Regions from separate parts of the Mus musculus genome. Here regions 1, 2 and 4 are each linked to region 3. A link is a contact called in public Hi-C and HiChIP or PLAC-seq data. All regions are on one chromosome and are shown on one strand. Each heading gives the region's core, a stretch centred on a gene start, on an enhancer-like site or on the middle of the called end of the contact. The rest is flanking DNA. Distances are from core to core; before and after follow the strand shown.

Region 1 (4,213 bases), core at 280-2,779, 500 kb after region 3:
CTATGGGAGGGAACAGTAAGTTTCCAAATACACGCCATACACAGAGAGCTGGGCGGGGAGGATTGAGGTCACTTTCTGTTTGGGATTGGCCCTGCTTGGCCCTGCTTTGCCCTGCATTGTGTTTCTTTGCTTCTGTGCATAATAGAAGATGTCATCTTGGCCTTGATAAAGAGCAAGCGGCGATAACGCCACACAGCCAAGATCTAGCTTTGTCATGAGAGGCATAATTAAATTCTCATAAACCAGACACTACAACTGGCCCATCTGCTTCTCCTCTTAGTCATTCTCTGCTGTACAACCCTGCTGAGCAAGCAGGAAGGGATGGGCATTGCTTGCAATGAACATAGAGATCTTGCTCTATAGACTGTAGGAAAAGTCTCCTCTAAGAAGTGAAGTGTCAGAGACAGAAGTAACAGGGATGATGGTACAGGTAACACTGAGAAGTTGCTAAGCCTTAGTGTTATACACTATAGATTCATGATCTTAAAAATTGCAAAGCAGGATTAATGCTGACAGACAGACAGATATTTTGAAGCTTTGTATGTGCACACACCCCTAGAGCAGGCCACTCACTACAAGCAACTAGCACATCTGTTACTGTTAGACACATACACACACACACACACACACACACACACACACACACATGCCTCAGCAAGTACAGGAAAGCACAAGCCTTGTGGGGCTATTGAAGCTGTAAGATCTCTAACATACATCCATGTCCTACCAGCCGAATGTCCTCAGAAGCAATGTTAACTCTCCTTGAATAAAGCCCATGATCCTAGAGCCCATTATACTATAGTCTCTGCCCTAAGAATTCAGATTATCACTGTAACATTGCCATACAGCAGGAGAGCAAGAAAAAAATGTTCTTTAACCCCTCCCCCAACCTCTGTGTGTGTGTGTGTGTGTGTGTGTGTGTGTGTGTGTGTGTGTGTTAGGAGTCTCCTTCAATCACTCTTCACATTATTTTTTTAAGGAGTATTTCTCACTGAACCTGAAGCCCCAGAATTCCGCTAGACCTGCTGGCTAGCAGGCCCTGGGATCCAACTGTCCCTGGCTCTCACTGCCCGAGGTAAAGACATAGACTGTCACATTCAGTGGTTTAGCTGGGTGCTGGGGATCCAAAGTCAGGTCCTCACGCTTTCTAGCAAGCACTCTGCCTGCGGAGTCAAAGCAATATTCAAACGTGATCGTCCACCTTCTGCTCTGTACTACTGAAGCCCACATCCTAATTCTGCATGGCCGGCCCGGCAGTAACAGGAAGAAGGGAAGCAGAGGCGGCTGAGGAAGCAGCACACTCGGTTAGCTCTGCATGACATGTATTTATTCACACGGTGGAGCCTGCGAGCGAAGGGCTCGGATCTCTGCTTGCTGATGTTCCCACCCATTCTCCCACCAGCCCACTCTGCTTCCACATCCTTGCTCACTTGTGTGCCCCCTTCCCTCCTCTCCTTACCTGCTTTCTCCTCCCTTGATAAAAGTAGCCAGGCTGCCAGACAGCTGTGACACATGCCAACAGGGAACCTGTACTCAGGTGTAAATCCAGCTTCCAGGAGGGGCTTTTTTTTGTTTGTTTCATGCATCTCATTGAATATATTTAAATACATTATATACAGCCCCTGGCTGCAGGAGGCAGAAAGAAAAGCAAGTGCTCTTTCTGAACTCCCAGCAGTAAATAGAGAAGGCACGGGTGTGTGTGTGTGTGTGTGTGTGTGTGTGTGTGTGTGTGTGTATACATGTGTGTGTCTGTGTGTGTCTATGTGTGTCTACGCACACAAAACCACATATGTACATATAAAGATATATACACCCTTATGTACATATATTCATATATACATATGTACTTACATGTATGTATTCATGTAGGTGTACGTATGAGCACATAATACATATACACATACATGTATACATTCACATGTATATACACATGCATGTGTGAGCACACGTACACACACAATTCACTGGGTGGACAACAGTGCAATATGATTAAACATGTACTAAGGGGGGAAATGCATCAATGCTGGTCTTAAGGAACCCTGAGCTGGCACCCAGTTCCTCTCTGAAGGGAAGATGGACTCCAAAGGGGAAAGACTGAAAATGTTGCCACAGAAATGAACAGGATCTCTGATGCCACAAAACTCTAAGTCTGGGCCCAGAGCCACGAAGCCACGGAGTCATGGAGCCACATCCTAAGCCTGCCTTTTTTCGGATGCTGCTGGAGTCACTCTTTCTGGCCACACCCCAGGTCAGCACCTGGGCAGGCTACAAGGCCTCACATTTATCACATGAGCTTTGAGCTTAGGAGTTTGTACTCTGGTGACAAAGTCCCCAGAGTGAGGCCTGCCTCTGCTGCTTCAGGGGACCTTAGGCTTCCATTCCTCCTTTGTAACTCAGAGATTGAGGACAGCTCTTGCCTGTGGGACATGGGAGGACATGGTACACTCTCAATACTACTACATAAAGGTCACCTTCTGTTCCCTGGGCCTTGTCATCACTTCAGCTAGGTTTAAAAGCCAAACATTTCATCTCTTGGCCCCCAATCTACATACAGGTAAACTGAGGAACAGGCTAGTAACTGGCAGTGTCTCTGTCCTTCAGGCATAAGTTGACACCATGACAAGTTCCTTTCACCTGCCTGGAGTCTCAGTATTACAGACTAGCCTTTCTCCAACCAATCCTGCTACCACCAAGGGCAACTCTTCCTAAAACACTGCCCACCCTGGCCTTCCTCTGCCCCAGAGTCAACCATGCACCCTCTTTATTTACAGTTCAGCATCTCCACTTTTCCAAGCACAGCCTTCGGCTCCACTGCAGGGCACACTCACCATTCTGTTCCTCTATACTGGCTCCCAACTCCCAGCCTCATGCTGGTCACGCGGTGCCTCGTGGTTGCTCCAGCATCCCCTCAACTCTTCCCACATCTGTGATGGCACCCACTCATCCTCCATCACCCTCCTCCACTCTCTCAGAGCACCCAGGCACCCACCAGGACCTAGCATGGTATCACTTAGCAACTGTCACCCGCTGTGCTAGTAAGATCTTATAGCTTTGGGCAACACATCCTTGGCATGCAACAAGGCTTCTCAACCTTAGCACCACTGGCTGGGTTGGATAACACTGTGGGGGAGGATGCCAGTTCTGTGCACTAGGATCTAGCAGTGCTCTTGATGACTACCCACTTACACAAGTAACAGCACATACAACTACCAAATGCCCCTCAAATGTTACCACATGCCATGGGGAGAGCACCCCCCAATTAACAAGCCCTAGGATATACTCATGTCTGTCTTTACATATCATATGAACACTAGACTAACAGATTCTAATTCTTCTAAGCACCACCAGGACAAGACTGCACACGGTGTGAATACATGACATGAGTACATGCATGAGTGGGTACATGTGAAGCAAAGGGCATGGCAAGGCTTTACAGGAGCCCTGAGCATGGGACCCAGACTTGAGCGCACACAAAAATCCTCCCTGCTCTTGATAAACATTACAAACAACACGCAAAAACTTCTGAATCACCGCACTATCTGGGGGTCTAAGCCAGTGCACATTGCTTTGGATATAATGAGCTCAGTTAAATTTTAGAGAGTGAATAATTTCTACCCCAGAGCACTATTTGCTGGAGAGAGAGAAAAAAAATCACAGCTAATATAATCGGGAGTCACTAGTGCCCACACAGGTTAGGCTGAGCACATTTTCATCTTTCTTGTGCTTTCTCTCTTTGCTTAGTGAACAGAAGGGATGGAAGTTGAGAAGCTGTGTGGAGTCACAGAACGGACGGGGGACTTGGAGTCAGTCAGGGGGCCATGAAGTTTGATACCAAGTTCATGGGAGATTTACCTGGAGTACAAGATGCCCTAGTGAGGTGTAGAAGTCACCACCTATAGGAAAAAACTACTTCTGTAGACACTAGATAATAATAATGATGATGATAAACAGCCAGCACTATGGACTTCTTCAAACTTTTTAAAAATGCATTTTGGATGGAGCATATATTCTATACAACAGAGTATTTCGAGGTTCGTGGTTGCCTTTGGGAGCTTCCCTCTCCTGAGTCGTAAAATGAAATTTCCTGCTAGTCACATAGATTGCTGTGGGGCCTCTCTGAAGCAGTCTGAGGGGAAGTGATTGCAGGGGTGGTACTTAACAATGGCTCCATTTCTTCTTCTTTGTACTGATCAGAGCTCTCATCAGCAAAGCA
Region 2 (4,380 bases), core at 21-2,520, 290 kb after region 3:
AGAATTGGATTTAATTAAACTCGACACACTGTGTGTGGTTGGAGCGATGGCTCGGCAGTTCAGAACACTGACTGCTCTTCCAAAGACTCTGGGTTCCATTCCCAGCAGCCACATGGTGGTCACAAATATCCATAACTCTAGTCTCCAGGGACCAGACAGCTTCTTCTGACCTCTGGGCACACGAGGTCTACTCATGGTGCACAGACATACAAGCAGACAAAACAGCAGTAAACATAAAAGCAATCATTTGTTAAAAGATTAAAGCACACTGGACACCATGTCAGTTCTCTCTCTAACTATACGATTCCCTTTATGCCATTAAAATGCTATCAATTCCAGTTTATAGGCTAATTTAAAATCCTTCACGAACCATTTATTAGATATGGAAACAAAGCACATGGTGTGTGCCTACACACCAAGCATTGAAAAGTTCTGCTCTAAGAATCACTTTTCAATGTGCTTAGAATGTGTGGACAAAAGAGAAAAAAAATAGCATTTATTTTTACTTTGAAATTTTCAAGTGCTTCCTGTATCCATCAGTCGACAGTGAGACGTAATGGAAACACAGGGTGAAACGAACTCACTGTGGAAGATCATTGATATCAGACATGCACATCTGACCTCGTGTTTCGTTCTGTTAGAACCAGTAACTCTGGGACAGAGTTGGAAAGCCTGCGCAGCAGACACCATTCCGAGTACACTTCTGATACTGAAAGTATGTAAGACATATTTTAAAAATGACCTTGCATTTGTGTGACTTGGGAGTATCCTTGAAACAAGACATAGTTAATATAGTTTAAAAGCATGCCCAGTTTCTGTGGTACTGGGCACCAAACCCAGGGCTTCATGCATACCAGGCAAGTGCGCTAGCAACTCAGGTATATCCTCAGCCCTCGAACCCAGATCTTCTTCTTGCTTCAAGCCTGTTGAGTTGTGCCCACTCCTTAACATCCCTCATAAGCCTGGTCAAAGGCCTCCATAGAGGGAATTAATCAGCACCAGCAGCCAAGTGTCCTGTGGTCTGCTTTTCAGAACTCCCCACGTGGTTCCTGCAAGTCTTTGGCTCCCAATTAATTCTCAGGCTCAACAGCCTGAAGGGTGAGAGTGGACATAACACACATCTCAGCAGACCTGCCTAGAGCAACCTCTTGTATGGGAAAATGAAAGGCCGTGGATCCGAACCTTTGTTGACTCTTTTAGGGTCATTAACAAAAAAGGAACATCTCATTGTAGTGGTTTCCTTCTCAAAACCAAAACCAAAACCAAAACCAAAAACAACCCTGGAAGACCCAAATAGCCAGAAAGGCTCCTATTTCCATGCTAAATCACAACCACTGGCTTGTGCCAACGAAACCCTGTTTGCTGGAGTTGAAATGAGAAAATGTGTGAACAGTTGTTGTCTCTGAGATATCATCCCCAGGTCTCCTTACCCCGGAGCATTGGTCAGATTGAAAGATGAATAGGAATGCCTTGAAGGGACTTGTTGGAGGAGACTAGTCACAATGTGTCAGCTTCCTCATGCCATTCAACACGTCTCTCTTCACCCAACAACAAGCATCAGTTCTTCTGGCTGTTAATGGTCCATGTCTTGATACACAGATTATTCACCTTCAGATGTACATGAAGAAATGAAACCTGGACAAGTATGCTCTGCATGATGCCCTAACACTTGCCTCTCCTCTCACTGATGCTAGGAGTTCCACAGATGAGTCAGATTGCCTTCCCTCTTGCAATTAAAAGAAAACCTTTCAGTATTATACACATACAATTCATCTTGATACCATCCACCCCCTATTAGCCTGTCATAACCCTAATTTCAATAACTCCCTTCTTCCCCAAAAGTCTCTCTACTACTAATCCAGTCTCCAACCCCCACCTTTATGTGTTTTCAGGTCTTGTCCACTGCTGTGTCTTCATGGGTGCAATGGCCCCACCATATCCAGAAGTTGGCATTTGGCAGCAATCCTAATAATCTTGCTAGCCATCATCCATAACGTGCTCTGGGTCTTGAAGGGGAAGTTACAGATGTTCCATTTAGGGCTGAGGGATTAACAGTTACTTATTATCAGCACTTTGACTGGACATGAGTCTCTGAATTAACCATCACCCTCTGCTTAAAGATACTTCTCTGACCAAGGAAGAAAGTAGGTGCAAGTTCTGACCAAGTTTACAGTGGCAGGTATCTATTCCTCCCGTGGAGCGGGTCACAGATTGTGGGAAGCCACATGTGCCGTTGCTGAGTGGCACTGACTACTGCTGGCCACCATGCATAAGATTGGACAAACAACCAATGTGTACATATGCAGTAAAGTTTTTTGCAAAGACACTGCCTGGCCCAGGCATGATAATGAGGTTCTGTAAGGTACTGAGAGTATAACCAATCAGATGTGAGATATGCAAATGAGGTATGATAATGAGGTTCTGTAAGGTACTGAGAGAGAGTAGCCAATCAGATGAGGAACATGCAAATGAGGCTTAGTGCATAACCAATCCGGGTGTGAGACACGCCCCTCCTAGGCCTATAAAAGCAGCACTAGTTCTGGGCTTGAAGTCTTTTCGCCTCTACAATCAAGCTCTCCCAATAAACGTGTGCAGAAGGATCCTGTTGCAGCATCGTTCTTCCTGGCCAGTCGAGCGCGCGCAAGAACAGATCCAATCAGAAAGCACTGGGTTGCCTACAAGCAAGTATGCTAATATTACATCAATGAGCACATCTCACATTGCCAGCCAGTACACTACTCCTAGGTAGGGCTGCTGAGGAATCGAATGCCTTAGCAACCTACCAGCACCTTCTGCCACCATGAATGCAGTGGCCAACAGGAGGAAGCTTCCGGAGTGTTTCTAGCCCCATTTCTCTATCCCGGATCCAAGTGTGTGGTGTCTTCAGAAATAGGCTCTAGCCACCAGGTTGGCTTATGTTACATGGATGTGGAAATCACTTTAAACAATTTTCAAGGTTAGAGACGGAGTTCAGTCAAGTAGAGTGCTTGACTAATGTTCATAAAGCCTCAGGTTTGAATTCCAGTACTATATAAGACAAGCATATTGGTGCATGCATAATTCCAGAGACAAGGGAATCAGAAGTTCGAGTTATACTCAGTATGCAGAGTCCTGAAGTTCAGCCTGGGATACCAGGGAGTATCTGAATAAACCACACTTGGATCAGGGGTAACTGCTTGACGTAGCACCACTCTGATAGTCATTTCCAAAGACACAACTCCTGACAGACGACAAGAGCTTTGATCAGCAACACCTGTATCACCGAGAGCTAGTTAGAGTTGCAAAGTAATGCCCTTTCCCTATCATACCCAGTGACCAGAATATCTTCGAGTTGGGAGCCATAATCGAGATGACTCTCTCTATATGATAAGCTTGATATCTGTCATGCCTTACGGCATATCCCATTCGAACCTCTCAGCTGTACTTCCTAGCGTATGGGAACCCAAGAGCTAGATTAAGACATTTATTGTCCACAGAGAACTGGCAGAGATGTTTCCATGTTCCCCTAGGGTTAACTGCAGAAGAAATCTGCTAAATAAAAACACTCACTGGGGTGTGTTGTGTCTCCTTTAAGAGCCCAAAAGACCATCCAGGAGCCAACTCTGATGTAATCATATTAGGGTCTCTTTCTTATAAACTTGAGCTTGGACTTACTCACCACAGACCTCCAGGACAGTTTGGTGAAGTAGCCCTGAATTCTCATTGGGACAAGGTTTTATAGGAAATGGGAGCAGGTGAGGGGGTGTCCATCCTGGCAAGCATCTAACTGAATGACTATCGTAAGCCGACAGGTGGGTGTTCTGAAACAAAACCATGAATAATCACAAATGGTCTGAAAGTACATCTAAAACAATCAGACTAGTTTGATTAACTGTTGCTAGGAAGTAGCTAGGGAGTGATTCTGGGGTATGGACCAAGGACAGGCCATGGGGTCCTTGCAGGCACTTAGGTGCAGCTTGGATTTAGCTGCTGGTCAAGTTTTCAGGTTTTTTTGTTTGTTTGTTTGTTTGGTTGGTTGGTTGGTTGTTTTTTCTGTTTTTAAGATGAAGTCGATGGAGTAGGTTTGACCTCTCAGGTGCATATAGATATGACAGTGATATCCATTACTCAAGAGCCTGAGACACAGAATCCTAAGTTCAAGACCAGCCTGTACAACTTAGCAAGACACCATCCTAAATTAAATTAAATTAAATTAAATTAAATTAAATGATGGTCAGGGATTTAGCTCAGTGGTCCTGGTTTGTTCTCTGACACCAGAAATTAAAACAGAAATTAAACAAGAAAACAGAAAGCCTGTTCCAAGAGGAGGAGGAGGAGGAGGAGGAGGAGGAGGAGGAGGAGGAGGAGGAGGAGGGAGACTATAAGTGTTTGGTGTGGGGA
Region 3 (4,262 bases), core at 1,704-4,203:
GGATAGCCAGACTTGAGGGTGAAGGGGGAAAAAATTCAACTTTGATTTGTGTGTGTTTCATTTAGTTTCAGTACGAAGCTGAAACTATTTCTTCCTTTCCCCTCCACCTTCCCTCTGTCTGTCTCTCTCTCTTCCTCCCTTACTCCTTCCCTCTCTCTCGCTCTTTCCTTCCCTCTTTTCCTCTCTTTCTTTCTTTCTTTCTTTCTTTCTTTCTTTCTTTCTTTCTTTCTCTCTCTCTCTCTCTCTCTCTCTCTCTCTCTCTCTCTCTCTCTCTCTCTCTCCGTCTCTTTCTTTCTTTCTTATTGACTCACTGGCCTTAAACTTGTAATCCCCCTGCTTTAATTTCATCCCAAGTGCTGAGACATCTCTAAGTGCAGAATACAGTGCTAACTATAGGCACAATGCCATATACCAGATCTCTTTGTGCCCATTTTTAAGTCTAAGCTGCACTCAGCATATTATCAGTACATATAAGTGAGTCATAGATAAACAGTCACAGTGCTAAGGGTGTACCTCAGTGGTACAGGGCATGGCCAGGACCTCGGCATCCATACCTGGAGCTACCATTGATTCAGTAGCTTGCATATCCAGGCTCTCCCTGAGGTCCCATAAGAGGGACCTCATGCTTAGGTGAACAGCTCCGTATGTCTTCTGCAGGAGGCACCCAGAGGTATGAGTCCTGTCACACTCCGTGCTGGGAAGCACTGGTTACTGTGCCAGGACACTGTGCTTTAATTGTCCAGGTAGAACTGTCTAGTCCTGACCATTGAGCATTGACCCTCTCAGAATCATGGCTGATCTTCTGCAATCCTCTTCACCTTACCCCCTCACCTCTAGGGTCTGGGACACTGCCCCCCACCTCCTGTCTCCTCACGGCTCCCAGCGACCTCCCTATCCTTGCTAGCTCAGGTTTCCCCTCCAACCCCAAAGGAGCTTCAGGATATCAAAAGTTCATCTTGTGGCTCAGTGTCGTCATTCCCCCAATGACTGTCACCCAGATTTTGAAGGAAGAATAACATGGTGATAGCTGCTGTGGCAATATTAGGTGCCCTGTACTTTACAATGTAAAGTGCCGGATGTGGCACTCAGTGGCTGTATGTGGCAAGATAATTAGAGGCAAGATAATTGAGGCAGAGAGCTGAGGTTCAGCATCTGATCTGGAACTGCAAACAATGGCCCACCAGCATCAAGTGTTGGGGTCTTGCTGCTCCCCCACCTGCTTGTTGTTTCAAAGCAGGACCTCATGTAACCCAGGCTGTCCTTGAACTCACTAAGCAGAAAGGCATGATATTAAATGCCTTTAGGCCTTTAGGTATGATCCTCCTACCTTTAGGTCCCCGGTGTTGGCACTACAGGCATTCACCATCACAGCTGGTGTGTGCTGCTGGATAGCAAACTCAGCTTCATGTGTGCTTAGAGAGCATTCTATCAGTCAAGCTATATCCTTGACCACCCCTTCAGCCACACGGGCCCAATGGTACATCAGTGTCAAATCATTCCTCGAAAGCTCTTGCTGGGTGAGAAGTGACCCTCGTCCCTCTCCATAGCAAGCCAGATAAGGTACAGGATGTGACCAAAATAGACAGGCAAAGAGTAAACTAAGAGTTGGAAAGATTTGGATGTCATTTAGGGCAGAATCAAAATGATAACTCAAAGAAACCCCAAACACCTCACTGTCTAACCTTTTCACATTGCAATACAATGTCATCTTCAAATGTGCTGGACCACAGGCATGGCTATCTTGGGACATGTGTGACCTACCGGATATGTCTAGCACAGGTTGGACATATTTGACTTTGATTCTGGTGTGTTGTGAGATCCACTGGCTATTGTGGTCACTGTTCTCAAGACCCAGTCATGACACATAAACGCAGTCCTTCCACATATGTAGCCCATTTAAACACATAAGCACAGCACCCTTCGCCTACAGAAGCGGTTCTCAACCTGTGATTCGTGACCGCGGGTAAATACCTATTTCCAGTGGTCTGAGGGACTGAGACAGCACTCAGTAGCAAAATTAGTTAAGAAATAGCAACGGAAATCAATTTATGGTCGGAGGCTCCTAAGACCATCAGAAATATTTTTCCAATAGGCTGGTGGCCATGACCCACAGGTTGAGAGCCCACTGCCCTACGGATTGCTTTCCTGCAACATGCCAGCTTCACAGACTGACGGGAAAGGAGATGCCTTTCCTCTGCTGTTGCGTCCCTAAGACTTATGTCAGCACAGACGCACTCGCACTCGCAGGACAGAAACCTGCAACTGCGCTGGTGGCCCTGACACAGGATGTGCCCACCACAGCCCGGGGTGTGTGATCACCTCCAGCCCGGGGAAAACCAAGCAGCGTCGAAGCTGCTTTCCCAGGAAATCCTCAGGACAGATTTATGCTACCCGCTTGCCTTGCCTGCTTCTCCCAATTCCCTACTTCCTCCTTAGAGACCAAGGAGAGAAAAGCAGGGCTGCTTTCTCTCAGGGACTCAATCAGCAGAGGCATGCTGGGAAATCAGCTCCAGCTAGCTGTTCCTCACACCTGGGATCGCTTTTAATCACCGCTCGCGATAATGCATCTGCTCTCCCAACAGATGCTCTGCGGTGTCTGTGGTCTAGCTTTCAGGCTTGCGAGACCAGAGACCGCTTTCGCCATGATATGGGGTGCTAAGGGCTTGACCCTGTCACATTTCAGCTGCTAAATTTCCTCTTCAACTGTAAGGACTGAATTCCCTCCCTCCCCCCACCCCTCTCGCTCTTGTTTCCCCTGCAAAAGGATTTACATTCTAAAAGAAATCTCAACAGTTTTTGATTTTGTTTTTGTTTTTGTTTTTTTTTAAAGCTAGATTTGATTCTTTCTTTATCTTCTTTCTTCCAACTGTTCTCATCTGCCTTCCTTGGCTAGAGGAGGCTTATAAATATTCATTAGCTAGTTTCTAACTTCACAGGTGAGGACAGACGTTTCAACAGAGATCCTGTCAATTCTATAGCTTCCTGCATGCAAAAGGGGGCGGAGGGGGGAGACAGTGCAGGCTCTCCTCCAGTTCTCCCAATAGATACCAACTGATCTGTGTGGACTTTAAGTACCAGCCGTGGAGAGAGAGTCTGATGCCATTTCTTTGCTAACCAAAATGTACGTGAAGACATCATAGACAGTTGGTTAACTTCTAACTTACTGTCTTGCTGCTGAATAAAGGGAAAGGAGGTGTGTGTGTGTGACACGTGTGGCACACGTGTGTTGTAGATGCACATGTATGTGTGTATGTGCGTGTGCAGGCCATAGGTTAAACCTGGCTGCTGTTTTTCAGATTCATTCACCTTAATTTCTTATTTTTTATTTTCTTTGAGACAGAGCCCCATCATTGACCTAGAGCTTGCCCAGTAGGCTATTCCAGCTGGCCGCCAGGCCCAGGACTCAGTTCTGGGAGTTCAGGTGTAGAACTGTACTGGTGTTTGAATGTGGGATTTGATGACTCAGTTCAGGCCCCCGCACTTACACCACAAGCACTTTGCCCACTGAACTCTGATTTCTCTAGCCCGAAAGGGCTTATTTTTGTCTCTCTTCTGAGGATTAGAGAAATCACAGGATGCTAAGATGTCCCATACCATATGCTAACGATGGAGACCTGACCCGCATTCCCATGCAGTAAACAACTTAGGAGGTCTTGCTCCCCAGCTGTGGTCCTCGAAATCTGTATACTCATCTCCATTATTATTCAGCCTGACTGTGAGTTTTGCAATGAGAAATGGAAAATTTAAACCAGATGATCAAAAAAAAAAAAAATATCATGCAGCTCCGGGTATAATGAAAGACAGGCTTGTACTCTTAGATGCAATCTCTTTCTCCCTCTCTCTTTAACACACACACACACACACACACACACACACGCACACGCACGCGCACGCGCACGCACACACACACACACACACACACACGCACACGAACCTCTATGTATGTACACTCCACACGTCTAAATTTAAATTTTCATTTTACATTTAATGATAATACTCTGTTGACTGGCTCCGTACTGTCTAATGGCAAGGTTAGCCAGGGAAACACCATGTTTACCTTTTTGCACTTAAGAATGAATAGAAACACTTAGGAAACATCTGTATGGTTATGGTTGTTCAGAGACTCTCCTGATCTATTAGCACTTCTAACAAGGCATGGCTAGCGTTAGCAGGAAGCACGTGCAGAAGGGAGAGCTGTCCATGGAGAGAAGAGCAGGATCGTCCCTCTGGAAACTGAGAGGTAGTGGCTACGCTTGCTTTGG
Region 4 (4,547 bases), core at 214-2,713, 360 kb after region 3:
ATTTAGAAATTCAATTTAAAAACTATGCCCCAAGACAGTTGTTACTGATACATTTCAATACAAAGGCAAGTTCTGCCCTAATTCTCAAAAAGTTATCTTCAAGGATTGGGAGATGGCTCAGTGGATAATGTGCTTGCTGTGTAAGCACAAGGTCTTGAGTTCAGATACCCAGGACCCTTGTCAAACCTGGGCATGGTAGTGTGTCTAACTGGGGAAGTAGAAACAGGTGAGTCCATGCAGTCCACTGGTCAGTCAGGCTAGCTGAACCAGTGCTCAAGTTCAGAGAATGACACTGGGTCTGGCTTGAGCTCCTAAAACCCCAAAGCTCACCTCCATTGACACACTTCCTACAAGACCACACCTCCTAATCCTTCTCAAGTAGTATTACTCCCTGATGACTGAGCAGTCAAATATATGAGCCTATGTGGCCACTCTTATTCAACCATCACACTATGGGGAGGCTCCAGGTTCATAAGAGATCTTGCCTCAAAAAATAACATAGAGAACAGTAGAGCAAGACATGTGATGTTAACCTCTGACCTACAGACAGACAGACAGACAGACAGACAGATAAGAGAGAGAGAGAGAGAGAGAGGGAGAGAGAGGTTGGGGTTCTTTTAAATCCCCCCTCTTATTTAGGATTTATTTAAAACCCAACAGTAATTTTAAATAATTTCAAGAAGCCAGCAATACAACTATGAGGATAGGGAAGAGGTGAGGAGATGCCAATACACATAAACAAATGCATATGCCTGTATGGAAATTTTCCACCCCTTAAGCTCACACGCACAATGCTGTGGCAGGTGAATGGCCAGCCGCACTTATTCCACTGCAGGTAGAGAACATGGCAGGCAAAAGAATCAAAGAACACTTGAGGGGTAAGAAGCAGAAACCATACAGAAAGGAGCCTTAGAAAAACTAGGTCACCTCTGAGGATCAAGGTCATCAGGAAGAATCGGGAAGCTATGGGAGGACTTACGAGTGACATGGCTCATCTGAGACAATTAAGGGAGAAACCTGGGGACTCAAGACTGGCAGTGTGGGGATCTGCTCGAAGGATGTGGAGGTGGAGAGACCATCTAGTGTTCGTTCATTTTTTGGTTTTGTTTATATATTTTTCCTGTTTAATTCTCTCTCTCCCTCTCCCCCTCCCCCTCCCGCTCCCTCTGCCTCTCTCTCTTTCTATTCTTGGGACAAGAGCTGGCCTCACTCATGGATTTAACATCTGGATACAAAATATGATCAGCTCTGCCCAGGGGAGTGGTTCTTCCCAAGATAGCACTGGACTGTGACACCTCTCAGGGGAAGAGGGACAAGGACACAGGGAGTACCCTGTTCACACTTCAGAGTGGAGCAGTGGAGGGGGCAGGTGGGCAAGGAAAGCAGACCTGTGGCTGTTCCCGTGCTTCTCTCCAAGTCTGCTGCCTGGAGCAGCCGCATAGCACGCAGTATGTGCAGAGCGTATATAAAACCCATAGAGCCGGCTTCCTAACACATCCAGAGAGTGTGGAGGAGTGCCAGACATGGGGTGGAGCAGTGAAGGCAGAGAGAGGAGACACAAAGCCAGGTGGCCCCTGGGCCAGCTCATAAACACAGGCTGAAGGTAGATATCACAAGACAGCCTGAGCACACAGCTACAGAGCCTGGTCCAGTGTCTTCCTCGGTACCCCAGGGGTATCCTGTGTCCTGGGCCATGGCCAGTGAGCCAGGCTCAGGGAGAAGGAGAAAAGGCTTGGGAGCGGGTGGAAGAGAGCAGGTGATGGACCGTGTATGTGGTATGGCTGAAGCAGAAAAAAACTCCTTAAAGATGGCAGCCTGCTCCAGGGGTAGATATAACACGGTGAGAGGCTTGTTGTCAGGTTCACTTTCAGGTTTTAAGTTAGAGAGCTAAGAAGCAATATGTAGGAATCAAAATGCCCACGAAGAGGAAGGCATAGGTGTCTCTGCCACAGGAAGGTTTAATTGGACTGTGTGAAATAGACCCGGTTAATCGCACTTGGAGTCCTGACCTGCTCTCTCCCACTCACGGTGCGACTCAGAGCATGGACTTTTACCTCAGTCAACGCTGAATTTCCCAGCAGACAGTTCATTTACACATTCCACCTTCATCGTGAGCAAGTGGAGAAAGTCAAATTGACTGTAGTGTAAATATCTAGATTTCCTCAGAGAACAAGGCTGACTCACACACTCTTAACAGGCGACGATGGCGAGACCAGGAGCCCTGAACACCGTCAGTTCACAGCTCTTCACCAGCATTTTCCTCCCTCTGAAGGAGGGGCGGATGGTGAGGCAGAATGGCTGCCTGTCATTGTCTGGGCTTCCTTTTTCCAGAGTATTCATACATCTTCAAAAGCAGGCATCGCCGGCTGAATGCTCGTAACTATCTTCAGGAAATACACAGTGTCGGTCAAGAATTCCTCATCTTTACCAGCATCAAACACACGTGTGAATACATGTTTACATGTCTGTGTGTGTCCATGCATGCACACACGCTTGCATGTGTTTATGTAGGTGAATGCAGCTACACAGAAGAGAGGGCCATGTGTATACGTGTACAGAGGCTAGAGGTCAACTTTGGGTCTCTTCCCATAGACCACCTTCTGTTTTGAAACAAAGTCCCTCGCTGACTTTAAATTCACCAAATAGGCTAGGCTGACTGACCAGTGAGCCCAGGGGTCCCCCTGTCTCAACTTCCCTAGAGCTGGGATTGCAAGCCTGTGACGTCATGCCTGACTTTTTCACGTGCGTTCTGCACCTTGAGTTCAGATCCTCCTGCTTGCACAGAAAGATCTTCACAACCAAGCTCTCTCCCAGCCCCAACAGCCCACATTTTGAACAGAAATGCGCCACCTGCTTGAGAGAAATCAAAACAATAAACTATCTGTTAGTGAGAGATGCTCTCAGCCAATCAGAAGTCACCAAGGGCTCCCTGAATAGCACACTGTCCCTGTTCAATCATTCCCTGGCTGTCTCCTTTTCCAGAAACATGACTTCAGCAGTTCTTTCTGCTTAACACTCACTCACTTGGGCAGTAAGACCCAAGCAATGGCTGTAGAGGCGTGTAATAAGAACTTGGCAAAGAACAGGCTTTAAAAAACACCCAAGATACCAACTGTCTTCTGGTCAGGGCCAATTCCCCACTTACAGCTACAAAGAGGAAGGGTCTTTGGAGCCGAGGCAGGGTAACATGTCAGTCCTCTGGCAGAGGGGGCATCAAAGTCAAAGGGTGCCGATGCAAAGCCCGGAACACTTGCAGCTCTTAGCCGGCCTTCTAAAACACCACACCTAGGCAAGTGGAGGGTGCCAATCACACAGTTTAAGTCTCTAGGGATTCAAATTGTTAGGCTCATCTGGAGACCAATATCTAATCAAGACAGTGTCCATTTGCATGAGAAAACCACCAGTACTAAGCTAGTCATGGTGACAGAGGGTCTCAGAATATCAACCCTTTATTTGCCATGCACCCCCATTGCCCCGCCTTTTTCAATGGTGGTTATTGAGTCCCGGGCCTTGTACCTGCTAGGCATGTGTTCTGCCTCTGAGATATTATTCAAGTCCAACTCCTAACAAACAACTTCCTAAGAAATAAAATCAAAACAATCAACTATCAAATAAAACTCGTATGCAGAGTCATCACAAGTGTGTGGTTTTCATAGTGGGCTCAGCCAATTCCGCTGGGATTTGGGGGTCTGACTCTATAGCCCAGACTGGCCTAGAACGTACAACCCTCTAAGCTCAGCTGCCTGACTACTGTGTCTGTGTCTGTGGGTACGTATCACCACATGCAGCTGAGCTAAGGTCTCATCTGTTTCCTGGGTGTCCAGAAACTCGGTCTGTTCTTCTAAACCCTATCCACACACTGCACACAAACATGCCTCAGGGCTCAGATGGCCACAGTTCTGCCAACTCTCCGAATGCAGGGCCCAGAAAGAATACCATACAGACCCTTAGAAAGTCACTGCAAGATGCAGAAGAATACTTTCTATAGCCAAAGGAGGGAACAAATACTGGAGAGGAAGGTCTTCTTCACCTGTGTCCTCAAACCACAGATGTCTCACTCCACAGAAGAACCACAGCAATCGTGACAAGAACAACTTAAAGTAGTGTCCTCCGGTCCAGATCAAAGAATAGAACGTTTTGGAACACAAAAGAATTCTTCCCCAAGTAAAAGCCAACTCTACCCTCTCTACACATAGAATTCTATGTAAAGATGTATATATAGATCTATTTATTTGCTTGTGTGTGTATTTATTTGTATGTATGTATGCATGTATGTATTATGTATGTATATATGTATGTATGTATGTATGTATGTATGTATATATGTACGTATTTAGAAATGGGTCTCACTATGTAGTCCTAGCTGGCCTAGAACTCACTATGTAGACTACACTGGCCTCAAACTCACAGAGATCAGCCTGCCTCTGCCTCTCAAGTGTTGACATTAAAAGCATGTACCATCACACCCAGCTGTCTTTTTACCTACACACACTTCCTAAGAAACTGGTACTTAGAACTGCAGGTTTCTAAAAGCACAGAGTCCAATA

The links. Hi-C and Micro-C count contacts between places; a contact is called where the count stands out from the background. HiChIP or PLAC-seq counts read pairs in DNA pulled down with a chosen protein or histone mark.
Region 1: a contact with region 3 is called in a Hi-C map of forebrain, with 4 times the contacts expected there. The contact joins two enhancer-like sites. A contact is called at or near these places in 6 of 484 Hi-C or Micro-C datasets (the N1E-115 cell line, cerebral cortex, cortical neurons and 3 more) and 1 of 115 datasets of contacts at active chromatin or transcription factors (embryonic stem cells).
Region 2: a contact with region 3 is called in a Hi-C map of stem cell-derived primordial germ cell-like cells, with 1.5 times the contacts expected there. The contact joins two enhancer-like sites. A contact is called at or near these places in 2 of 39 promoter capture datasets (embryonic stem cells and hippocampal neurons), 5 of 15 datasets of contacts at CTCF or cohesin (the NIH/3T3 cell line, large pre-B cells, pro-B cells and 1 more), 140 of 484 Hi-C or Micro-C datasets (the AML12 cell line, B cells, the BV-2 cell line and 70 more), 24 of 115 datasets of contacts at active chromatin or transcription factors (the NIH/3T3 cell line, SST interneurons, astrocytes and 12 more) and 2 of 9 other capture datasets (embryonic stem cells and pancreatic islet).
Region 4: a contact with region 3 is called in an H3K27ac HiChIP or PLAC-seq map of SST interneurons, with 6 times the contacts expected there. The contact joins two enhancer-like sites. A contact is called at or near these places in 2 of 15 datasets of contacts at CTCF or cohesin (the NIH/3T3 cell line and large pre-B cells), 36 of 484 Hi-C or Micro-C datasets (the AML12 cell line, B cells, the C2C12 cell line and 20 more), 8 of 115 datasets of contacts at active chromatin or transcription factors (SST interneurons, astrocytes, bone marrow-derived dendritic cells and 5 more) and 1 of 9 other capture datasets (embryonic stem cells).

What each region holds. Positions count from the first base shown.
Region 1 is chr2:5,595,757-5,599,969 of GRCm38.p6, forward strand. All of the region lies in intron 1 of Camk1d (calcium/calmodulin-dependent protein kinase ID), which reads right to left. Among named protein-coding and RNA genes, the nearest start is that of Gm36853, 120 kb to the left of the region's middle. Within about 2 kb of position 1,530, at least 34 of the 459 cell types and tissues checked have an H3K27ac peak or open chromatin away from gene starts, as enhancers often do. A contact at or near this core is called in cortical neurons and forebrain, where this site is marked.
Region 2 is chr2:5,391,386-5,395,765 of GRCm38.p6, forward strand. The region is part of intron 3 of Camk1d (calcium/calmodulin-dependent protein kinase ID); the gene reads right to left. Among named protein-coding and RNA genes, the nearest start is that of Gm36906, 79 kb to the left of the region's middle. Within about 2 kb of position 1,271, at least 12 of the 459 cell types and tissues checked have an H3K27ac peak or open chromatin away from gene starts, as enhancers often do. A contact at or near this core is called in stem cell-derived primordial germ cell-like cells, where this site is marked.
Region 3 is chr2:5,095,713-5,099,974 of GRCm38.p6, forward strand. No RefSeq gene overlaps it. Among named protein-coding and RNA genes, the nearest start is that of Gm39755, 5.6 kb to the right of the region's middle. Within about 2 kb of position 2,954, at least 54 of the 459 cell types and tissues checked have an H3K27ac peak or open chromatin away from gene starts, as enhancers often do. A contact at or near this core is called in SST interneurons, cortical neurons, forebrain and 1 more, where this site is marked.
Region 4 is chr2:5,456,843-5,461,389 of GRCm38.p6, forward strand. All of the region lies in intron 2 of Camk1d (calcium/calmodulin-dependent protein kinase ID), which reads right to left. Among named protein-coding and RNA genes, the nearest start is that of Gm36853, 23 kb to the right of the region's middle. Within about 2 kb of position 1,464, at least 22 of the 459 cell types and tissues checked have an H3K27ac peak or open chromatin away from gene starts, as enhancers often do. A contact at or near this core is called in SST interneurons, where this site is marked.